2 separate regions of the Salvelinus alpinus genome follow, and region 2 is linked to region 1. A link is a contact called in public Hi-C data. All regions are on one chromosome and are shown on one strand. Each heading gives the region's core, a stretch centred on a gene start, on an enhancer-like site or on the middle of the called end of the contact. The rest is flanking DNA. Distances are from core to core; before and after follow the strand shown. Region 1 holds the start of b3galt8 (beta-1,3-galactosyltransferase 8). Region 2 holds the start of LOC139576512 (rab-like protein 6).

Region 1 (4,874 bases), core at 122-2,621:
TTGTTCTTTCCCTCTCTCCCTCTCCCGAAATCCCCTTTTCACCTCAACCTGCAAACTGTCATCTGAAATGATATGGGCAAAATAAATGACATTCTGAATATAGATCATCTGCTGCATCACCGCACAGACATATGTGGATGACATGACGTGTTTCCATTGGTTGTGTGGGTCATGCAAGTGCTGTGCAATTGTTTCTTACACATTTACCTGAGCTAGTACTATTTGTTCCTCCAGCTATCATGCATTAGCTACAGGATCCAGAGAAAAAGTCAATGTGTTTGATTTGTTTTATTTCCTTTATAAATCCAAGGCAGGACCTATTATTCAATATATAATGAAATGGTGGGTGATTGTTACATTTTTGCAAAATGTGAAATACATATGTGGATACATATATGTATGCAACAAGAGAGTCAGAGGGGAATATTGTATTGAAATACAAAATATATTGATGCTGAAAATAGTTTAATGGCCAATTCCAATTGACATTGTAATGTCACAGTGTTCACCTTGCTGAGAAACATATATTTGGGCACACCAACATTAACTAAGGAGAAGTTGTTCTTATTCTGTTTTGTTCTCCCCCCTCCCCCCTCCCCATGCCCGGAGACGAAACCACTGACCCCCGTCCCTTGAATACCTGTGTAAATGAAACGTTTCTGTGCTTCTGTGGTTTAACATTTTTTTGGGTTTATAACTGGGTGAACAACAGGTGTTTCTCTGTAACACGTATTACAATAAAACAAAGTTTGTTTAAAAATGACGAGTCTTCAATCTTGTCTAAAGCAAAACATTTTAACTAATTTAAGACGCCGATCAGTTACCGCAATAAATGTGTTTTTACCTTTGATATTTGGAGTTGGCTCGTCATTAGCTCTTCGACGCACTCACGTGAAGGAGCCATAGAGTCTCTATATAGCCTATTTTAGAGGATATTTATAGCACTAAGAATGCACGCCTCATAATTATAATGAGATTATATTTTTATGGTAGGGTGTAGGCCTATCGATCACATGTATTGATCAATGCCACGTGAAGGGGGCACTAGCGCAACAAAGCACCGCTGTTATGATACTGATGGTTTGCGGAGACTGATAGTTTGTACGGTGTTGGCTACCAGTATAGCGCCATCTAGTTGTCACTTCGGGGATAACAGTTGTTGACAGCTGTAGCGTTGTAACTAACCCGTTTCCTAACCGTAAACTTATTAACCTAATCTGCTACATTAATTATCGTAACCTACTATGTAAACAAACCACCAGTGCTGAAAAAACGTTAGTATCACCACCACCGGGCATTCCAGTATGACCCGTATGCTGTTTAGTAGTCAGAGCGTTTAAGGAGCTCTGACTCAGACGGAAACTATTTTCCTGGTTGCTCTTTGGCCTGGGAGTGGCAACATGAAATCGTAGCAAGGAAATGATGCAAGCTTGATGTTGTCGCCACCGTGAATGCTTTTCTTTTGGTGCTTCGGGAATACAGAAACAGTAACCTAGGAATTAATATGTTTAGGAATTAAAATAAAATACACTCGAGATACCGATTGTATATGATTACTTTACAATGCTTAAAACGTCTTACTGGAGGTTAGTGAAGTTCTTTATCATTGCAGGTGTACTCACATTTGTTGTTAATATCTTACTGAACAAAAAAGCTCAGCCAAAGACGGATTTATCAACACCAAGTCCTCTGTCTCGGGAACTTTACAAGGTGATTTCCCCAGAGACCTACAAATACGTTCTCAACCATGTATCTGTGTGTAAGGAAAGAAGCCCATTTCTGGTGCTAATGGTTCCAGTGGCACCCGTTGATGGGTTGTCCAGGGATACTATCAGAAAGACATGGGGCAGACCAGGCCTCATCTCTAATGTGGATATCCTCACTCTGTTCTATGTGGGCCTGCCCAAGGAGGGACAAAGCTCCCACATTCAACAGGACCTGGAGAAGGAGAGCAAAGAACACGCTGACATCATCCAAATGGACTTCCTGGACAGCTACCACAACCTGACCATCAAGTCCATGATGATCATGGACTGGCTCGCCACCCACTGTCAGGGTGCCTCTTATGCGATGAAGGTGGACACAGACGTTTTCGTCAACGTGTTCTACCTGGTCAATAAGCTGTTAGTTGAAGGTGGCCCTCTCAGGCATAAGTACATCACAGGCTCAGTCATCAGTGACGGCAGGCCTCGTAGGGATAGGAAGAGTAAGTGGCATCTGTCTGAGGACATTTACCCTGAAGACACGTTCCCCCCATATGTCTCTGGAGCAGGGTATGTCTTCTCTATTGACCTGGCCAACAGGATCTCATGGGCATCCAGGTTTGTGAGACCCATTCCTCTGGAGGATGTCTATGTGGGGTTGTGTCTCAGGATACTAGGGGTCCGGCCTGTGTACTCTCAAACGCTGCTTCCTCCCAGGAACTTGTTTGAGATCAAACGGTTGAATTATGAGACGTGTACGTATGCCACGCGGGTCATTGTCACTGGATTTAAACCACATGAGCTGCTGGACATTTGGGGTGACTTTCAGAAAAGCCATCTCACCTGCTGATGTCTCAATCCAGTCTTTCTTATGCACTGAAAGGAATAACTAGCCCTCAAATGAATGTGTATGTTTCTTTGTTTTCTCCAGTGGTGGAAAAAGTACCCAATTGTGCTCCTTGAGTAAAAGTCTAAAACTATTTGGTTCTAAATATACTTAAGTATTCAAAGTAAAAGTATAAATATTTTGCAAATTCCTTATATTAAGCAAAGCAGACGGCTCCATTTTTTTGTTTTTCAAATTTACAGATAGCCAGGGGCACACTCCAACACTCAGATATAGTTTACAAATTTTGCATTTGTGTTTAGTGAGTCGGCCAGATCAGAGGCAGTAGGGATGACCGCTTGTTATCTTGATAAGTGCGGGAATTGAACCATGTTCCTGTCCTGCTAAGCATTCAAAATGTAACGAGTACTTTTGGGTATCAGGGAAAATTCAGGAAGTAAAAAGTACATTATTTTCTTTAGGAATGTAGTGAAGTAAAAGTTGTAAAAAAAATAAATAGAAAAGATACCCCAAAAAACTACTTAAGTAGTACTTAGAAGTATTTTTACTTAAGTACTTTACACCACTGGTTTTCTCTGATATTACAACTAGTGGAGGCAATGTTCTTTGATGTCATACACAATATCTTGAACTTGACTGGTGTTTGTTGGCAAAATTATAAGCTAAAATTAGGTGAAAGGTTTATTATCGACCTTTAATACTAAAGCAGTTGAAATAAAATTAGATGTAATCATTCCAAACGTAAGCAAAGATTCGCAGTTACACTTGATAAACAGCTGGTGGCATAGTTCACCCACTATCCTATTATAATGACGTGGAAGAGAACAGATCAGCGTCACAATGCAATGGCGTGTGGTGTCATGGCCAGAGTATCATTACAAGTCACATATGTTATTTAATCATGTCTATTGAAGTGCCTTCTGATCATAGAACATATTGAATCTGTCCAACTACTACCTCAGAAAATGTATTCCACATTATCTACAATGCATTTTTATCCTCTGCACTGAATAGTGTCATTGAACAAGTAGGCCATACTCCAAATTCACCTAACTATCTTTAATGCAATGTAATTTAACTGAGGAAAATGTATATATTTATGTCTTTATTTAGTTATTTGATGTTATAGTATAGTAATCCATATCATCATAACGAAGTGCTTGTTGGCGGTGACTGTTACATAATTGCTTTGGGAAAATAGTCAAGTTAACAGAGGAATGAAGATGTCCTCAGATGCTGTGTAATCACAGGGTGGATGGATGGTAAAGCTATGATATAATGATAGAATCTCCCTGCAGCAGAAGAGAGATGTGTTAGTGAGCGGGATCTAAAATAGGCGGATGATTCATGAACATTAGAGTCGGCAGTCCGCTTCTCTCCGCCAGCCTGCAGCAGATGGTTGTAGGACCAGTCACACTAACCATAGCACCATAAGACAGTGACAAACAACAAGTTCCAGCCTTTCTTTGTTATGCTACTTTACCTCTTTTGTATTTATTTGGTTCCCACACTTTGGTGCACTCAAGCCTGTAAACAACCTTGTGCCTCTTTACTGGCTCCAATGTTATCTTCAAGCAAACTCTGTTTGACATCACAATGTTCCTAGAAATATGGCTGGTTCATATAATGTTTGTGAGTTTAGTTACAGTGACTGTCTATGTCAACACTGTAAAATTATTATATATTAAAGACTTAGCTAGAATAATGTCTATGTCTTCAATACTGCATCATTTTACAGATTGTTATATTGTGTTATGGGGGGGATTCTGACGCGGGCTAAGCACGTGTAAATGGTACGTAATTCACTTTTATGAACTTTTCTCTCTATGCGTATTCTGACCTTGAACTTAAGCATGAGAATAGCATGCTATTCACCCGCTATTCGTTGGCAGTGGATATCAAATAAATGAAGGCGTGGTGGAGGTGTGTCTACAGATACACCGTATTCTGACCTTGATTTAATTCCCTCATAAATCCAGCACCTTAACGCGATGAAACGTTGAATAAGGTCGAGCAACCTGTCACTTCCAAGTGGAACAACATAAAAGTATATTATACTAGATTTTTTCCAATAGAAATAACACCATTTGGGCTCCTGAGTGGCGCAGCGGTCTAAGGCACTGCATTGCATGTAGTAGTGTTAGAGGTGTTACTACAGTCCCGGGTTCATTTTCCGGGATGTGCCACAACCGGCCGTGGTTGGAAGTCCCATAGGACGGTGCACAATTGGCCCAGGGTCGTCCGGGTTAGGGGAGGGTTTGGCCGGTGGGGTTTTACTTGGCTCATTGTGCTCTAGCGACTCCGTGTGGTGGGCCGAGTGCCTG
Region 2 (5,007 bases), core at 101-2,600, 190 kb before region 1:
GGTATACTGAACAAAAATATAAATGCAACAATTTCAACTATTTTACTGAGTTACAGTTCATATAAGGAAATCAGTCAATTAAAATGAATTCATTAGGCCCTAATCTATGGATTTTTCATGACTGGGCAGAGGCACAGCCATGGTTGGGCCTGGGAGGGTTTTATTTCTTGTTAAACCTTTATTTAACTAGGCAAGTCAGTTAAGTATAGGACCACCCACTGGGGAGCCATTTCCCCCACAAAATAGCTTTATTTCAGACAGAAATACTCCTCCGTTTCATCAGCTGTCCGGGTGGCTGGTCTCAGACAATCCCGCAGGTGAAGAAACCAGATGTGGAGGTCCTGGGCTGGCGTGGTTACACGTGGTCTGCGGTTGTGAGTCCGGTTGGACGTACTGACAAATTCTCTAAAACAATGCTGGAGGAGGCGTATGGTAGAAAAATGAACATTCAATTCTCTGGAAACAGCTTTGGTGGCCATTCCTGCAGTCAGCATGCCAATTGCACACTCCCTCAAAGCTTGAGACATCTGTGTTGTGTGACAAAACTGCACATTTCAGTGGCCTTTTATTGTTCCCAGCACAAGTGGCACTTGTGTAACGATCATGCTGTTTAATAATCTTCTTGAAATGCCACACCTGTCAGGTGGATAGATTATCTTGGCAAAGGAGAAATGATCACTAACTGGGACGTAAACAAATTTGTGCACAACAATTCAGAGAAATAAGCTTTTGTGCATATGGAACATTTCTTGGATCTTTTATTACAGCTCATGAAACATGGGACCAACACTTTCCATGTTGCGTTTATAATTTTTGTTCAGTATAGTAACAGTTAGCTAGCTAGCCGGCAGAGTCTGGTGTAACTAGAGAACACGTTAGCTACCTAACTAGTGTGATGTTGATCTAACTATCTGATATGCCCTCGGATTATATTACTTTGTTAACTAGCTAACGTTTGATAGCTACCTGCTTACCTGTTTTGCGATTGCATCTAATAGTCACAAACTCACCGGCACATATGCTGCCATGACTAATGTGTATACTACCTAGCTTATGACGTTATTGACGATGTGGCTTGTTAGTTAGCATCACGATAAAGTAGCTTGCTAGCGGTAACATTGGATTACGTTGACAGTGCTGAGTGGTGTCCTAAAAATACCCACCGGCAATCAAAGGATTCTTCAATGTAGCAAAGGTGACATGGTTATTTCCAAATCCAACTCCTCCTGATGCACGTGAAAGACGCTAACGTTGCACACTCTTAGCTAAACAGCTCGCTTCCTGGTGGCACCATAGATACTTTTGAGGAGAAAGGAACCTCCATTGGAATCGTATTAACGCCCATTGTGTGAGAAGCCCCTGTGCAGTTCCGGGCCGGGCTCAATGTGGGCGGAGTCAAACGTCGGGTCCAGTCTCAATGTGGGCGGAGTCAAACGCGTTTAAACCGAACCCTTCCCATCTCCTTCAAGGTTACCCAAATTGAGGTAAACTTAAACGAATCTTAATCGAACTTAACCTACATGGCAAAAAATATAAACCATGGAAGTAAGTGAGACTGTCATTATGCATAATGTACTTTGTAATATTCATGTTATACCAGTGTAGTGGTATATCTTTATATGACCAACTACCGCACCGATTTTAGCATAGCGTTAATTAGCACCCATTTGCACGTGAGCTAGTTAATTGCTCACAATGAGGGAATCTTATTTGGACAAATTTGCCTACTTGAGCAATAAGCCTAGGTTTACATGTACAGTTATGTAATCGATTTGATCGTTGATTTTTCCTGTGTTTCTTCAATGTATGCGTTGTTGTGTTTGGCTGGCTCTAAATGTGTATCGTTGATGCCATTCCCTTAGTTACACATAGTGAGTCTACACAGTATATAGAATAATGAAATCACCTGGTCCCAACATACATGACAAGTCAAGAAAAGTCATTTTAGCTTGTCCACACTGCAAACTGAAGTTAAAAAAAGGAACTTCAAAACACATTTACGAAGAAAGCATACACATTGCTTTGAAACTGTGTCCAAGGAAAGATTTTTGGCATGTGAGTGCATTGTGAGAAATGGTGTGTTTGCAGTCAAATACATTTTCTGGTCCAGCAACACCAATAAATGTTGTGAAAAATACTTGGGCTAATTCAGTTCCAACTGTGTTCAAACCTGTTATGCATGCTGGAGTATTAAAAAGCTGCTGAATTGTACTTTTTCTTTACTTTCACACACACTGTGCTCACAGAAACATTGCTTGGATCTTGTTCCCTGGACCTTGGAGGACTTTTGGTGTGGATGATGTTCAGGTTAGATATTCCTTTAAATTGTTCCACTGAACTGTACCATTTGATTGTCATTCCTTTATTGAAAATTGTACGTTGTTCACACCGCAGGGCCTACCAAAGCAAGGTTTCTCAAACAACTGTGGGGTGTTTGTTTTGATGGTAAGATGCTGGCTATTCAGTTTTATGTTAGTCCTATTTTCTGTTATAACAATATATGAAAATGTGTTATTTCTGTGCTTGCAGCATGTAAAACACACTATTGTTATTGCTCATACTTTTTCTTGTTTATTATTCTTGACACTTTGGGACCTATTTCCTACAGTTTTTACACAATTCATACATCAAACTCCTGCAGAGCTGGATGCTGGTGTGACATGCAGTGACTTCTTGAGGGGGTGTATTATTTATTGTTATAACTATCAAACTTAACAACCTACTCTTAACTTACAGTAAGCTCTGTACATTGCAATGGAAGCACAGTGTGATTTCACTGAGGTATGTATAAATTATGAAATTCTCATCACTAATGGATATGTTTTTTGGGATCCCCATCTGATTGTTTTTATTTAATTTATTTTTTCAAAGCCTAATTTGCTGCATGTTTTCCTATGGTGGTGCTTGGTTCTCCTGTAGAACTTTCCTATGCTGTAACATTATAAAAATGTTTAATTTGCATCCTTAAAATCAAATGCTTCGCTGTAGCCAGACTGACCTGAATATATGTTCATATTGAATGTATGTCATTCACTGACTGAGGTCTGAAGAAGAGAGGTTGAAAGATCGAAAAAGGCAGTGAAAACAACACTACAGGTAGTTGTCATATGATGAGTGGTAGTCTTAAACCAATGTTTAAAGACGTAACCCCCCCCCCAATATATTTCAGGGTGATGTAGAAGACGTCCCCCCCCCAAGAAGTCACATCAGCATCCAGCTCTATAGGATCAGGTACTGTATTGGCTCTTAGCTAAAGTAAGGTACATTCTTGTACACACATCCCTAGAGGTTCCCTTACATTACTTAATGACCACAATCTGTTTTCTTTCTAGACGATACTGAAAACAAAATGCACTGGGAGCTGTGAACTGGGTACGTAGTCTGTGTGTAATGCCCATAGGCTTGATGCATGGCAAGATATTATAGTTGTGATGACTTGAGTAGTTATATCACTGAAAACCCCTTTAGTAATGGTGGCTTTTGTTTGCATGGTGGTATTGTGAAAGTGGGGTGAAATTTGCTCACCAAATGAGGCACTACTCTTAATATTTATTCTTCCTTTTTCTGCAAGGAAGCAGCTGTTCTTCTAAGGGACACCCTGGAGGCAGCAAGGTGGTGTGAACTCCAAACATTTAAAGGCACTGTTTCCCTCCCTAGTGTAATTGGGATGGATGGGGAAGACTGCATTACAACCTTTAAAGAACTACGGTTGTATGATGGCCAGGATGAAGAGGAAAATATTATCCTCAAGGAACCATTCATGTTCCAGAGAGATTGAGATGTTTTATGTGGAGGCAGTCGTCAAGAAAATTACTGTCTTTGCCTCTTGAGGAGCAGGAGTGAAGCCATTTGAGGTGTGGTCAAACCTTGTTTTTGTCTGCTTTGTTAATTGTATTGTTTAGTAAAGATGACGTAGAAGTCACCCGCGTCTCTGATCTCTTTTACTTGAGCTGGTATAACTTAATGTACAAAGCACATTCAGTATGTCTATATGGTATAGTCTGTCTCCATTCTCACGAGGAAAGTAAACAGCATTATAAATCAGGATAGGTAGTAACTGGGTGTGTATATGCTCAATGAAATAATATAATTAGTGATAGCATTTATCAACACAATTTTTACCAGTACATGACATGCATAACAAGTCCGTTGTTCACTGCAACAATATCAGTAGCATGAGGCAAAAAAAGTGTTACAACACAGCTGCTGGTACCATTTCATATTTCTTACGATCTTCCAATACGTTTGTATTCAACGTGTGTCTTGCGCTAACGTGGCTGCATTCAGTGTGTGACTGTCACATCTTTGATGGCCACAAGGTGGGCGGGGCCAAATGTTGACTCCGCCCACATGGAGCCTTGCGGTAATTGCACACTGCAGTCAGAAGTACTTGCATTGTGCAAGTGCATTCCAGGCTATTTTGGGACAAGGAGCTTCAAGGAATGAATGGTAGTCAATTGAGTCCCAACTCAAACACTTGGCATGAATTACATTAACAAAAAGTACAACATTGCGAATATTTCCTAGATGTAAGATTAACTTGATTTCTGGAATATCGTATAGCTTTGAAATCGTGAAATCACGTACTTATGAGGAAAATGGGCAGGTTACCCCGACTTTTAGACGGGATTGCATGACGACGTGAACGCGATTGGTCGACAGTCTGCCTGGCGGAGCTTCATACGTTGCCCCAGTCATTTCTGCTGTGATTCTTATCTACTCATTTTCTAATATCTCTGGTTGTACTTGCTCCATCAAGCTACACGTAGTTCGATTATTTTCTGGCTCACCCTGGCAGTTGCTATGGGTGAATACTGTACAAGGGGCAAGTAGCTAGCTACTTTACTAGACTTTTCATAGGCTTTCGATGGATTTCTTGTGACCACTGAACTTGAGCTATATATTAAAGGGATAGTTCACCCAAAATACACAATTACATATTGGTCTCCTTACGGTGTATGCAGTCTATGTACAATATATTACACAAAGCCATGCTTTGGTTTAGTT

The links. Hi-C and Micro-C count contacts between places; a contact is called where the count stands out from the background.
Region 2: a Hi-C map of red muscle shows a contact between it and region 1, with 5 times the contacts expected there. The contact joins the promoter of LOC139576512 here to the promoter of b3galt8 in region 1.

Annotation. Positions count from the first base shown.
Region 1 is chr5:64,340,387-64,345,260 of SLU_Salpinus.1, reverse strand. It overlaps b3galt8 (beta-1,3-galactosyltransferase 8), which reads left to right and starts at 1,371. Exons shown (of 1, transcript XM_071402688.1): 1 at 1,371-4,257. The coding sequence starts at 1,564. The coding sequence ends at 2,553. It overlaps tncb (tenascin Cb), which reads left to right. Exons shown (of 22, transcript XM_071402685.1): 22 at 1-850.
Region 2 is chr5:64,526,260-64,531,266 of SLU_Salpinus.1, reverse strand. It overlaps LOC139576512 (rab-like protein 6), which reads right to left and starts at 1,350. Exons shown (of 16, transcript XM_071402699.1): 1 at 1,164-1,350.